3 separate regions of the Mus musculus genome follow, and regions 2 and 3 are each linked to region 1. The links are chromatin contacts, called in public HiCAR-type maps. All regions are on one chromosome and are shown on one strand. The core of a region is the stretch at or near the end of the contact, and the rest is flanking DNA. Distances in the headings are between cores, read along the strand shown. Region 1 overlaps Insc (INSC spindle orientation adaptor protein). Region 2 has its middle 34 kb from the start of Calca. Region 3 holds the start of Calca (calcitonin/calcitonin-related polypeptide, alpha).

The links. HiCAR-type assays count read pairs that join an accessible place to other places.
Region 2: a contact with region 1 is called in a HiCAR-type map of Th17 cells, with 4 times the contacts expected there. The contact joins two enhancer-like sites. A contact is called at or near these places in 1 of 39 promoter capture datasets (hippocampal neurons), 13 of 484 Hi-C or Micro-C datasets (the HL-1 cell line, cerebellar granule neurons, cerebral cortex and 6 more) and 4 of 115 datasets of contacts at active chromatin or transcription factors (Th17 cells, double positive thymocytes and embryonic stem cells).
Region 3: a HiCAR-type map of embryonic stem cells shows a contact between it and region 1, with 2.7 times the contacts expected there. The contact joins the promoter of Calca here to the enhancer-like site in region 1. A contact is called at or near these places in 9 of 39 promoter capture datasets (the 3T3-L1 cell line, cranial neural crest, embryonic stem cells and 5 more), 21 of 484 Hi-C or Micro-C datasets (the HL-1 cell line, Sertoli cells, Th1 cells and 10 more), 5 of 115 datasets of contacts at active chromatin or transcription factors (all in embryonic stem cells) and 3 of 9 other capture datasets (adipose tissue, embryonic stem cells and pancreatic islet).

The regions. Positions count from the first base shown.
Region 1 is chr7:114,813,974-114,819,008 of GRCm38.p6, reverse strand. The region is part of intron 7 of Insc (INSC spindle orientation adaptor protein); the gene reads right to left. Among named protein-coding and RNA genes, the nearest start is that of Gm24982, 16 kb to the left of the region's middle. Within about 2 kb of position 1,593, at least 46 of the 459 cell types and tissues checked have an H3K27ac peak or open chromatin away from gene starts, as enhancers often do. A contact at or near this core is called in Th1 cells, Th17 cells, cerebral cortex and 1 more, where this site is marked.
Region 2 is chr7:114,668,013-114,672,571 of GRCm38.p6, reverse strand. No RefSeq gene overlaps it. Among named protein-coding and RNA genes, the nearest start is that of Calca, 34 kb to the right of the region's middle. Within about 2 kb of position 1,496, at least 17 of the 459 cell types and tissues checked have an H3K27ac peak or open chromatin away from gene starts, as enhancers often do. A contact at or near this core is called in Th17 cells, where this site is marked.
Region 3 is chr7:114,634,936-114,639,691 of GRCm38.p6, reverse strand. Calca (calcitonin/calcitonin-related polypeptide, alpha) reads left to right here and starts at 3,335. Exons shown (of 5, transcript NM_001033954.3): 1 at 3,335-3,480; 2 at 4,471-4,565. The coding sequence starts at 4,480.

The DNA.
Region 1 (5,035 bases), core at 344-2,843:
CACACCCAGGGGACAGACACACCCAGGGGACAGGTACCAGAGTTCCCAGCCGAGAGAGCTCAGCACCATCTCGTTTTCCTACTTCACATTGTGTCTTACAAAATCCATTCATACTCCACATGCTACCAGAAAACTTACTAAATGCTATTGGGAAACATCCTCTGGTTCCTTAGAGAGCCACTAGCCACGAGAGAACAGGCATCCGTGCTAATGCCAGCGTGGCAGCCTCTACCCAGGAAGCATCCCCAGCCTTGACTGCTTGCTCTTTATCTCATCTGTCTCACACTGGCTATGCATCCTGGACCACCAGTTCCTCTGTCTGCTTGGAGATGCAATGATTCGAGTCTGAAGAGGGAGAGAGAAAGGAGAATCTGGCACAATGCATGAGGCCCTAGAGTGTAATGGGACTTAGCTCATATCCCACAGAAATATATTCAAATATGTTAGCCATTCTTTCCTTGCTGAAGGACCCGCCCCACTCCTCCATCTGCTGCCTTCACTTCACACAGGACCCTGAAACTGCTGGCAGAGGCTATACCTCACGTCAGCCCCATGGCTGGTGGTAGGAGTGTGTGTGTGTTTGTGTGTGTGTGTGTGTGTGTGTGTGTGTGTGTGTGTGTGTGTCTGAGTCTGTGTCTGTGTGTCTGTGTGTGTGTGTCTGTGTGTGTGTCTGTATGTGTGTCTGTGTCTGTGCAAAGAAATGCAAGCCATTTCCTTGGCAAGCCAAAGGGTGACAGCATCTCCAGCCCCCCACCCCCCACGCCAAAGGGTGATGAGTGGCAGGGAGCATGCTCAGTCATGACCTGGGAGACAGGAGTGTTCTGCCCAACAAACATTGCGCAGAGTCAGAGGCCAAGCCTGATGCCTGGGCTGAATCCCCTCTACCCACAGGATGGAAGGAAAGATGACTAGCTGTCCTTTGACCTCCACATGAGCACCGTGGCACGTGTGCATGGTCACTCTATAACACATGATTAATTAATTAACTGTAAAAGATACATAGCTGATCCTTTGGGGAAGCCTCAGGATTAGGGGCTAGGGGTACAGTAGATTGCAAGATCTGTCTGCATCTTTCACCTAGAGGATCATATTCCTGTAAGAAACGTTGGTTGTCTTGAATTTTAACCATTCCCCCTCCCTCCTTGTATGTCTCAGGATATATTTTCTGGTCCTAACTGCTGATGGTGGGGCCCGTAGCCCAGTAGCCACAGCACTTCCAGGAAAATGCTGCCTCGCGGCCTGGCAGGGCTGCCAGTAGAGCTCTTGTCCACCAGGGGCCGCTGTTGCACAGCACATGGTGTCCCACAGAGCCCCAGTGTGAATCACTTAGGTATCCAGACTGCCTTGCAGCTCCAAAGCTTCAAATTCAGGTTGGAACCGATTGGCAGGAAAGCTGCAGCTCCCAGCTGGCACTCTGGTCAGTACTGGCCCACCATGTCAGTGATATCCTAGTAAAAGCAGAGGGAAAGTACACGGGATGGGAATGGGGGTGGGGTGGGGGTTTGATTCCACCCTTTCAAGCCTTAATCCTCTCTGCTCCTACCCAGGAGACAGACTGAAGTTAGACTGTAAGGGAAAGGAATGAGTCACACTCTTCAGAGAAGACTGGGTCAAGGTTTTCCCCTTCTCTGCCATGCTCCAGTCAGAGCTGACTGTGGCTCTGAGACGCTGGGTTCAGTCCCAGCCTGTTCCCAGGGCAGCTGAATTCATTGTCAGTTACAGGGTGGAAGCAAGACTTGAGTCCCAGAGAGGAGAGGGCAGGATCTGGGGGGTCTGTTTTCAGAGTAGCCCGTCTCTTAATCAAGAGCTTCTCCTGAGAAAAGAAGGGTCTGTGGGTCAAATCATCCAGAGGCCCCTCTCCCCACACAGCCTCACGTAACTATCAGGACTGGATCTAGCAAAGTAAGTCGCTGGCTGCCTTGTGCTGGCTGCCTTGTGCTAGGGCCGCACACTGTGGCCACTACTGCTGCTTTTGAATCGTGGAGGGGAGAAGGGATCTAAGTGGACGAGAGAGGACAGAGAGGACAAGCACGGGGCTCCCACTTTGGCCCTGTGCTTCCTGTTGTCTACCTTTGTCAGTCTTACTTGAACTTTTGTAAATCGGAATGGAGGTAGCCACCACTCCCTGCCTCACTTGAATAACAACTGTGAGATTCAAAAGGGCAACAGGATGGGAGAAACTGCTTAATTTCTTTTAAATGTACTATTTCTGACTCATGACCACCGAGCAGAGCACAGTGGGGAGAGACTTCTAGTAAGCAGGCAATGGAGCCCTCCCCACCGCTACCACCACCGAGCCCACTTCCTCCTGCCCAGGGTCTTTGCCTAGACCTCCCTGTCTCTATTTTCCATGCACCCCAGAGCGTGAAAGGTGAGCTGGCGTGTGATGTAAGCCGCAGTTTCCCTTCCCACGTCCACCCACACCTCAGAGACTTTTTCCTTGGACTTGAAATTAAGCTCTTCTGCTCTCCCCTGATCATCCTTAATTTCTTTATCGATTTTCATTAAACTCTCCCTTTGGCTCCAGGACAAAGTAAACTAACTCCTTATTTCCCCACAAAAGGGGGGGGGGTGATTGGGTAGAAACAAAAGAATGTTCTTCGGGAAGTGAGACTTTCTCTTGTCTAAGGCTAAAGGGAAATTTCTAGAACTGTCTTGAGAGCTGGCTAAAGTTGGCTGAGCACTGGGCTTGGAAAGTTCCTAACCTCTTACAGTCGTAGACCTGTGCCTTTCTGTTCTGCAGGTACCCAGCTCCTCATCTGAACCATATGTTCAGTTAGCACTAGTCCTGATCCTTGGTCCCATTCTTTGAGCCAGCAGTACCTGGCCCTTACTTTAGTCACACCTGGAACTCTTCTGTGGCTGTTGCAAAATCCTTGGCCCCCAGTCTCTTTGGGGGACAATGCAGAGTCTCTCTTGACCACCATGTAAGACAAACAAGATAGACATAGGCAGCATATGTCCCATGCACAGATTCCAACTGGAGACTCAGCGTATTGCTACCCTCCACCAGGAGAGGTAACCATTTCATTGCACAGAAGATGCCAAAAGTCAGAGGGAAGTAACTATCTCCTTGGGACTCTTTCTTCCTCCACAAACCATGCAGTTCTTAACAATGCCAGTCTGTGGTGTCAGGAGAGCAGCTCTGATCTGTCAACCTTGGGAGTTGGGAGTGTCTGCTCTCACTCCATTCTGGGATCTGGGTCTCCCAAATGTGGTCCTGAGAACACTACCATCTCTCTGGGCTCCCCTAATTCACTGAGCATGGAGCTCCTTAGAGACACAAAGTACCACAGATCAATGACCAGCCACAGTGTCCTTTGCATCTCCTATGAATGCTTTCCCCTGCACCTCTGTATACCCACTAGAACTAAATCTCCACTGGCTTTTTGGTTCTCTTTCACCAGGAATCCAGGAATTCTAGAAGTAGGGAGCCTCCTTCAAGTCACAAGCCAGCCTCCACTCTAGCTGTACTTTTGGGCTCTCCACACTTGGCCTTTGGAGCAAGCTGCTTGCCTTCTACCCTGAGCCTAACACAGGAGCAGTTAGTAAGACATGACTATCTGCCAAGGACCAGGAAAAGCATGGCTGACTTCTAGAAGTGTACTGATCCTGGTACCAAAACAGAGGGAGCCTATGGCTGAAGTAAACTAGATTTCTACAGGGAAGACTCCACAGGCCTTTCTAGAGAGACCTTCCCTAAACCAACACCTTGAGCCTAGCTCCAAGGGAACAATCCCTTTGTAGTCCCTATTTCAGAAGGGCTACATCACTTCCTCCTATAAACAGTAACCTCCCAGAGTCCAGTCTCTTCCAAAGCCCTTACCAATAATACTGCCCTGCCCACAATCATGAAAACTGTAATTCAGTCCCACTGTGCACTAAGTGCCATGCATACAATAGTCCCATGAGATTTCAGTGTTTTTAAATCAGGAAAATGTCCAAGAGGCTCAGGAAGTTATCCCAAGTAACTTGCAAGTTCTTCAAACTTAATAAGCATAGAGAATCAAGTTTAGATTCAACAGCCTGCCTCTCAACCTCTTCAGGGCTCAGCTGCACTGGAGAGATGGCTTCCCAACAGACACATGATGAAAGGATGAGTCTGAAGAGTGAGTGTTGGATAGTATGAAGGGCCAAGTGAATGGGATTAGAAGTGGGAGACTGACAGCCAGAAGGAAGAGGCAGAGTGTGTGACTTGGAGTGGCTGCCTGAAGGAGACTAGGACTTTATCAACCCTTAGCAATCTGACCTGGAAAAGAGGAATGCCCACCATTTCTTTTCCTTTGGGGGCAGGGGCCAGGGAACCTGGTTTAAGTCACAGGAACTTTTTCAGTGTTCTCATGAAGCAAGCAAGGGCAGGGATGCTGAGTGGCTTTGGAGCCAAGGCTTGAATCCTGCCTCTAATACTTGCTAATGAGGTGATTTTTGACAAATCACAAAGGCTGTGATTCTGACTCCTCATCTAGAAGAAGAAGGTGTTTACAGTGCTCAGCCCATAAGTCACTGGTGTGACATTGAGTGGCATGTATGCACTGGAGTAGCACAGGCCCCAGCACACACTGAGACTCATTGATTAGCATCCTTTTCCCTCATCTTCAGAAAGCAACATGTGATATTCAGCCAACCCAGTCCTGGAAATGATGAGCTAGAGTTCTAGCTTTTTTGAGCAGCATCAGATGGGGACAATGAACTGCCTCCAGCCATTGCAGCTGTAGCTTTCAGCTGTAAGCATGAAAGTGCTGCTATGTTTCCAACTTGGTTTCCTCCTGCTGCCTCCAAAGCTCACAAAAGCCAAGCATCTGACTGCCTTCGAAGGTCTGGTTATCTCAGTCCCGTTACTGACTTCTCTATGCTCCCTACCAAGCCAGAATGAAAGAAGATGAGAAGCAAATCTCATCTGGCCATTTAGTCACTATTTGGGAAAGATTTACAGGAGCCAGGGTGATGGTGGATTACGTAGCCCATAAGCTCAGCTATTCCCTTCATTGAGTTTGTCTGTCTTGTCACCATGCAAGCAAGTGCACACACAACACAC
Region 2 (4,559 bases), core at 247-2,746, 150 kb after region 1:
GCTTACGTAATAACAGGAACTTGAGTGTGAAGCAGTACTAATCAATATCCACTGGTCCAGCATTTTCCACCCAGCACCTGAAAGCACTGTTTTCCAAAATGAAATCAGTTTGTCAACAACCTCTGCATATGCTCTGTAAGCATCATTCTCTGTCCATATTTTTACTGAGGTATCCATCCATACGTTTCTACAGAGTTCAAAATAGTGCCTTCAAGCTATTTTTCCCTTCTTATATTTACTTACATATTCATATATATGTGTGTGTATATATGTATATGTATATGTATATGTATATGTATATGTATATGTATATGTATATGTATATGTATATGTATATGTATATGTATATATGTGTGTATATATATAGGTATATATGTGTGTGTGTATATATATATATATGTATATATACATATATATATATACACAGGGGTTGGGGTTTTTGGTTTTTTTGTTGGTTTTGTTTGTTTGTTTGTTTGTTTGTTTTGTTTCGTTTGTTTGTTTGTTTGTTTGTTTCGAGACAGGATTTCTCTGTGTAGCCCTGGCTGTCCTGGAACTCACTCTGTAGACCAGGCTGTCCTCGAACTCAGAAATCCAACAGCCTCTGCCTCCCAATTGCTGAGGTTATAGGCATGCGCCACCACTGCCCGGCCACTTATATATTTCTTATATTTACTTAAAATGTGCTGCAACCAGTGCACTTACTAAGCACTTAGCATGGGCCAAACATGAACCAAGGTGCTGGGTATACATTTCAGCAAACAAGGCACACATGATTTTGATCATTGTGAATTCTAGAGAAAGCAAAGAAAGATACACAGATTGTCAGTTGCTGATCAGTATTATGGAAAAATCAAACAGAAAGTGAACCAAACTTTTAAAATAGAAAGCAGTGTGATGTGCTCTGCATCTTTACAGCATCACTTCCACCATGGTGAACAGACACTGTGGGGACTGGCACCGAGAAGAGGAACAGGAAACCCAGTGGAGAAGCTGACTCACCCACCTGTGAGATTCCCTAGCTAGAACAGGGTAGCCCAGAGATTTTACAGAGCAGTGAGCCTGAGCAGGCTGCTCACCTCCCTGCCTGTGTATCTTGAACTGCATTGCTCCAGTTTTCTTTCTGTTTCCTATGGGTCTTAGAAATACTAAATGTATGTCTCTCACAAGACAAGAGAACAAAACAAACCTGACATCTTCTTATCCCCTAAACCAAATTAAGAAAAGGTGGAATTCAGTATTGTCTCCTCCCTTCCCTTGATTTAAGTCAGGATGTCTAGAGTTAGAAACTGAGGCAGGGGGGTTATAGGTGTGCTAGCTTTACATCAGCATCACAAAATACCCAAGTATTGACCAAGTTATGAAGAAAGACTTACCTTCAGCTCCCAGTTTCAGAACTTCAGTCTGTGGTCAGTTTGGTTGTTTTGAAGTCTGTGGTAAGGAAGTACATCTGGGCAGGGAGCAGGCAGTGACAGAACTATTCACCTCATGGTGGCCCAAAAGCAAAACATAGGCACGACAGGAAGGACCACAGACCTCTCCCTTTCAAGAGGTGCTACAAGGATCCTCTAACTAGGTTCCACTGCCCAGCAGCACACAGGCTGGAGACCAGGTTTTAACACCGAGTAAGGCAGCAGGGGACGCACTTAAGATCTAAACTATGACATTGGGGAAGTTACTCCCCTAAGCAAAAGGGTGTGAGGACATGGGGCAAGGCAAGAAAGCAAAGTTAGAAGAACAGCGTCTCTCCTCTAACAAAATACTGCATGAGTGATGGACAGGAAGGGAAGAAATGAAAGAGAATGGGGCACTATTTGGAAAAAGAAGAAGGCCAGCAGGGCTTGGAATCCAAAAGGTTGCAGTGCTGGGCAACTATGAGCAATGAACTTGAACAATGACTATGAACACACATGAACTTGTCATATGAAACCTACTGTTTTGTGCAATGAATACAGTCATAACAGAAAGAAGAAGCAGAAAGCTAAGTAATTATGTCTCAGCTAGGTAGTAGCCTCAGTGTGGTCCTGCAGAGTGCCCTAGAGAAATGTACCATGGAGAGGTTCTCTCCTAGAGCAGAGGGTTGGCCTCCATCAGCCATTTCTTCTCCCATCCTCAGGAGGACACACCTTTCGTGTCTTGTCTCATTTCCCTCACCGGCACACCCTTCTCCACAGAACTATTTCTCACTGGGAACCCTCAGCTATGGACTGATCAATATAGGGTATAAAGGCTAGTACCCTTGCCTCAAGGCCAAGAAAGGTAGCTGCTATTCACACTGCTGAGCGGGGGCGCAGCTCAGGCTGCACTTTAGCTGAATCTGCCTTTTGCTTTGGTTTCTTCCCATCCCTAGCTTCATGCCTCATTATTGTAAACAAGCTCCTTTTGAGAGCAAGTTCTCAGTGAAGCAGAAGAACTCCCTGCTGTAGTTGTAGCATTTGCTAAGGAATTGTTGCCTGGCAACAATTGTCCCCCTGATACTGCAGCAGACACCTACTTCCTGCTGCCCCACGGTGATTCTACGTTTGTAACCCCAAAACAGCTCAAGCTACTTCTTACTGTCTTTCTAGTCCTGCCACCCTCCAGCTATACTCCTGTTAAGAATCACCTGGGACTCCCAGCAAAAAAGGCACTTTCTGGCTTTATTTTCCAATACTGACCTCTCTGGTTGGTCTAGGAAGCTGCACTTTTTATTTTTAATTAATTATTTTATTTACTTACATTTCAAATGTTGTCTCCCTTCCTGGTTCTCCCTCCACAAGCCCCCCATCTCCCTTCCCCTTTGACTCTAAGAGGGTGCTCCCCCACCTACCCACCCACTCCCACTTCCTCCCTCTAGAATCCCCCTTCTCTGGAGCATCAAGCCTCCACAGGTCCAAGCACATCCCCTCCCCCTGAGGCCAGGCAAAGCCATCCTCTGCTACATATGTAGTGGGGACCATGGGCCAGCTCGTGTATGCAATTTGTTTGGTGGCTTAGTCCCTGGGATCTCTGGGGGGTCCAATTAGTTGATACTGTTGTTCTTCCTATGGGGTTGCAATCCCCTTTGAAGCTGCACTTCTTTTCGAGTGTGCCTACTACTTATCCTGAAGGAGTTCAGGCTCGGAAAAATGCTCATTCCTCCTTTCCAATCCCATTGCCTCTACTTAAAATTGAGCCTGAACAAAAAGAAAGAAAGAGAGAGAGAGGGGAGAGAGAGAGAGAGAGAGAGAGAGAGAGAGAGAGAGAGAGAGAGAGAGAGAGAGAGAGAGAGGTGGCTGCTCTTAGGTAGACACATTTGGGAGAGTCCAGAGTGGTCATGACCAGGCTTAGGTGGTCCACATGGGGAGAGAGGGAGGGCAAGGGAAGGGAGAAGAAAGGGGAGCCAGGAGGTTCAAAAAGATGGGTGGTGGGTAACCACAATGTCTGTATCATATAGGGAAGAGCCTTCTGTGGAAGGGCAGCCCAGTCCCTGAGCTGGAGAGCTCAGGGTAGAGGACAGGGTATGCCAGCCATACTCTGTAACAGGCAGAGATTGAGAGATGTTGAGACGGGGGCGGGAGGGGGGATCTCACTTCTGTGTTCCTTTATAATGTAATGCATTTCTTGTTTCTTGTCTATCCAAGGAGGCCTCATATGAACTGAGCTGAAAGCCTCTTCCATTATCACCTCCCCATTATTATACTAACCTTTGGCACTGGGCCTACTGCAGTGTGTTGTAATGGTTTCCCAACAAAGTCTTCCTACAAGAACGACATAGTTCAAATATCTTGACTTAACAGAACTGTCTTATCTTTTCTTATCAGCCTGCCCATAGAGACTATAGATTGGATTTACTTTGGTATAGGCAGCAAGACATTAGCCATCCAAGCCCTATCTAAGCCTGAGGATGCATTAGTTCTGAGAACTAATAGATAGGAGAGGCACAAGCACATTGGCATCACCCCAGGAACCAACTCCAGATTCCAACCCTTACTTTGGGGTGGCATAGGTCTTGGAGGAGTTCTGCTAGCCCCTGAGCTTTTAAAGTCTCTGGCCCTACCTAAAGGACCGTTCCTAGAACCTAGGTTACAAGAGTAGTCTTTAATGCCACAGCCTTCCTGGAAAGGAGCATGTAGAGTCAGATTAAGGTCACAGTTTTGAACACAGATGGGGCTGGGTTTAGGGACAAACATACCTAGATTTGATTCTGATCTCACTTACTAGCCTGCCTCCCTGGGAACAAAGTATTTAACTTTTCATAGGCTCTACTTCTGAAATAAACAGATGCATTAAAAATAAATAAAGCAGAGCCGGGCGAGGTGGCGCACGCCTTTAATCCCAGAATTTGGGAGGCAGAGGCAGGCAGATTTCTGAGTTCAAGGCCAGCCTGGTCTACAAAGTGAGTTCCAGGACAGCCAGGGCTATGCAGAGAAACCCTGCCTCAAAAAATCAAACAAACAAACAAACAAACAAACAAATAAATAAAGCACATAGATTTGCTCATAGGATTAAGTTACATAATGATTGTCATGGATTTGATACAATGCACAAAGGCATAGAGGAGTGAGGATGTGCTTGGCTTCCTGCTCAGGACTTACCCAGGG
Region 3 (4,756 bases), core at 2,086-4,585, 180 kb after region 1:
TCAGACTGCAGAGGAGCAATAACTTTAATGTGGGCTCTGAGCTCTCAGTCTTCATATTCTCTCTACTTAGCATCTGTTTACTCACTGCTGAATGGCTCAGTTAAGCTTTTACTATAGTGCATGTAAATCTTTTGATCATATGCAAATTGTTATAAGATTTTTCTATAAGATGTGGTTTATAAATTTATTTGAAAATCAGAACAATGCAGGAATCTGAATTAAATGAACGAGAGTAAATATTACAGTTTGTATTTACTGGAATGTTGTAAAGCAGTGCTTTTCCAAGCTAGAGTGTTTCAAAATTAGGTGATTTCTACATTTTAAAGTTTTAAGACGACTAACCATAGAAGAGCTACCTGGTCAAGCTGCTATTTTGAGATCAGTCCTTTCCCTTGCAGCTTTCCAGAAAGCAATGGGAAAAAATCCCAAAGATCTGCCCAGGCAGAGGTCTAACCACCCCAACTCTCTGTAAACGCAGGTTGCTGGAAGCAGGACAGTTTTTAATTTCGAGCCAGGAAGACTCTTACTTCATTGTCTTGTTTCTGGAAACATTATCAAGGAAATGGGAAAACTGAGGCAGAAGACTTTCTGCTCCTAAATTTGGAAGGGTGGGAGGAGGTGGTTTAACTGAGCCCTACAGTTTGGGAGCTATTTGGAGGCACTGAGCACTAAATTTGAAAGTTGATTTGCATTTGTTTGACATTGGCTGATAGCCTACTGGGGTGCAGGGTAAGGTTGTAGTTGTTAAAGAAAGGAACTACACCCTCCCCAACCCCTGAGCCGTGCTTCTGGGCACTTCCTACAAAATCAAAGAAAAACCTGCATTTCTCTTCCTAGAGACCCACTCTTCCAACCCTTTCAATTATTCAACTTCTGCAGATGACAGAGGTGCCCTCTGGATGTGATGGCTTACAGCTACAGGTTTCATGGTGTGGAATCAGGGTTGGCTCAGAGGTCTGAAGGAACACTCCACAGCCTAGGAGCAGAGCTCAAACCCACCCAGTGACACTGCCAGAAAACCAGTGCTCAACACTGCACGGGTTAAAGCCAGGAGTTTTTTCCTTAGGAAATGCTTATAGGAATCCATTTGTTTAAAAAATGATTTCTGGATCCCATATATTAGACATCTTTGCAGTTGAAAGAAGAAACAAATTCCCCAGGTGCACTTGGCACCTGAGCACACACAAAAAGCAGATTTTGTGCATCAGTCCCAAGTGGCAATGACCCAGTGGCTCACCACTGTCATCTCAGCCCTCGCCAACTTGTCTCCAACTTGTCTCATAATTGCTCACGAAAATTTAGTCCAGGTCTCAGAACTAAACTGCTGGAAGCCCAGGAAGGCCACTTCTGGGTGTCTGCCTCCAGGGATTCCTGTGCCTGGGAATCCTAAATCCAGTGGCGATAAAATTCTTCCAGCTCTGGTTTCCAGCCTGGCACTGCCTGGCCAAGCCCATTCTCCCAGCCCTGGATGGGTCTTGTTGCTGCTCTGAGAGCAGACCCTGTGGAGAGGGATTCCTGGCACTCCTTTCCTCACATTTTTATACCTTAAAACTTCTGAGATGCCCCAGAAGTTAAGCTGGAAAGTCATTGATGGCATCCTAGAAGTTAAGTGTTCCATCATTCTGCTTTGAGGGACACATCTGGGATGTTGGTAGGACCGACAACTCGGGTTCCATGGCTCATGCCATTCAAGTCTTCTTGGAAGCTAATTTCTGCTCTGTTTAGAGAAATATGAAGCTTGCTTGGGTGTCCCCCCCCCCATGGTCCCCAGATTCTCCAATGTGTTCAACACACTGGCTAGGTCTGGACTGGCTGCTGCATGTAGCACCGCACACTCAGACCTCACCAACTGCAGAAACATGAAGCTTCTTTGTCCCCAGACAGCAAATGCCCCAGTTAGGACCTCCACCCTTGTCGGTGTTCCTGGAGCTCACTGCTCAGACAAAATGAGTGTCCAAATCAGGGGAGTGGTTGTGAGAGGGATCAAGTCAAACTAATCTGATGTGAGATGGAGATCCAAGAGCAAACATCCTGTGGGAATGTGGCATGGACTGCAGGAGGGACGTGAAGGCAGGCTTCAGACAATTTGAGAACCACTAAGGATGCTTCTGTGGGCCACAGAGACTGCTGAGTGGCTGTGCTTTCTGGAGAGGATGCCTTTTTGGAAAGAGCGGAGAGTCTCTGTGCCAGGAGAAGTGTGACTGGGAGCAAGTGTGAGGTTTAGGATGGGCAGCATCTCCGCAGCACTGTCAAGCCTGCCTGCTCTTTAGCTCTTCAGCTCAGGGATCTAAGGGTGGGGGTGAGAGGGCCTCCCACTCCACCCCCGGATCAAATACAACTGGAACATCTTGGCAAACAGCAGCAGGAAGCAAAAGGACAGCTGTGCAAATCCTTAGGCAGGCAGGCAGCCTAATGAGAAGTGATAGATAGCCAGGCAGGAGGAGAAAAAGATCTACAATGGAGACTTTGGAGGCATCTGGTTCTTCTTTGTACTTTCCCCACTACCCCTTCGTACCCCCTACCCCAAGCAGGACCCAGCTAAATACAACCCCTTCTCACACATGTGAGTGTGTTATCCAGCGCATTAGGAATGCCAAGCTGAATACAGATGATTCACACTGGAGAAAGAGAGATTTTATAGCCCAGAAAACACCAAGGTTTCTTTCTACAAGCAGGCCCTTCAAAGGGGGACTATGATACCCACTGAAAAGTTTAATATGTTGAGGTTTCATGCAGGCTTTGGGGGTCTTTTGGGGGGTGTCAGATTTTTGAGGATTTTTTTTTTCATTTTTCATTTTACCTGTGGCCACATAACCCCAAATGAGGCAGCTGCCACAAGCCTCGGGTCTAACTGAGTCCTTGTGTGCAGTACCAACACCTCTGACTATCTGCCTAAACCTGTGTGCCACGCTGCCAGAACTAGCCTTGCAGATCAAGAATTCATCCCTCAGGTGCACTAAACTATTCTAGATTAGGCACGGACTTAGGTGGGGGTGGGGGTACGATTAGAATCAGACATGCAGCAAGGAGTGCTTGAGATACTGGACTCTACTCTCCAAGATTCTGAGATTGGAGTCAGGAATATTCAAAGTCAAGAAGGAAAGAAGAGATGAAATTTATCTTGATGTCAAAAGGCCCTCCAAATTCCCGCTAATTTTAAGGGTGGCTCTCACTGATCCGTATCATCTCCCCCACTTCCACCAATGACCTCAATTTAAATTCAAATGGTGTCATCTTGCTAGATGCTCTGAGTTCTGGAAGCACAGAGGTGACGCAATCTGTCTGGGGCATGGGGCCCTTCCACCTATTGGCTGCCTGGAGCCCCGAGACCCCTCCCGACTCACCACGGCGGGAATAAGAGCAGCTGCAGGCGCTGGGAGGCACAGGAGCCACTGCCAGGATCAAGAGTCACCGCTTCGCAAGCACTGCCTGGCTCCATCAGGATCCCCGCAGGCTCAGCTCCAAGGCACCGCTCACCAGGTGAGCCCTAAAATTCCTGTTCAGGTGTGTAGTTCTACTTTTCTCTTCCTCTCCCTCTTCTCTCCCGCTCTCGCTGTTAGTCCTTGGTTTGTCTTTCCTGACAATCCCAGTCCCCGTTAGTCATTAGTCCTAGCGTGGTTCGTGTTAGATCCCGATCCAGATAGGTCCCTACAGAACTGGTCCGCAGAGCCTTCCTTCAGTTTCGCTGGAGCGCAGGCTCCAGTCTCACGTTTCTCTCTCTCTGTACACCTGATCCACCAATCTTGGGACGCTGAGCTCCTAGGCTTCACGCGCGCAGTCGGGCGTAGCTCTTCTTAGATGGTGCTTTCAGTATTCTCGTTTCCTGAGAAATTGGTCCTGAGTCCGAGCCTAGGGCCAATATGTAGCGAACAAGAGTCAGTTGCCGCAATTGCAAACCCCGATTTGGGACCCTGGGATTAACAGAGAAGTGTTTTCCACCTCAACTTTAGATTGGTTCTTGTAGGCAACTGAGTTGCCAGAGGGTGGAGCAGCTGAGCAGTGCAGCCGTCAGTTTCTCAGATTTCAAGGCAGAAAGATTCCCTCTCCATAGACTTTCTTTCTCACATTCTTAGGTGTCTGTAAAAAAACTCACAAAGAGAAGACAACTCTACACTTCCCTGTGGAGACAGATGTAGAGACAGGAGACACCTGGGATTCGTAGAATCCTTGAGACTGATCTCACCACCACCACTCCTTTACCACCACCACCACCACCACCACCACCACCCCCGACCCCCCGCACCCTCCCCCTCCTCCATCTTTAGGGCTAAGATTCTTTCCAAACCGTATAGGCTACATGCACACTGGACAATGAGGGAACAAAGATGATGAGAAATGTGGTTATCAGTATGAAGCCAAAATGTCGGGGAGTCACAGGCATAAGCACACAGAAAGCCAGGTCCATGGGCTTATAGAACCTTGAACTGATATAAATAAACAAATGAATAAATAGACATTCTTCTCTTGCAGGAAGGCATCATGGGCTTCCTGAAGTTCTCCCCTTTCCTGGTTGTCAGCATCTTGCTCCTGTACCAGGCATGCAGCCTCCAGGCAGTGCCTTTGAGGTACGTGTAAAGACAGGAGTCCTAGTGTCCTGGGACTGGCCAACTTCCTGTTAACCACAGAGTACCGAATGTTTAAAACCCAACTATCTGGTGGAAAAATATATACATGTACATAGACACACATGTAAGTTCACTATAAGCTTAAATTTCAAGTAGCCCTTTAACTAACAAAATGCTTTCACCACTTCCCC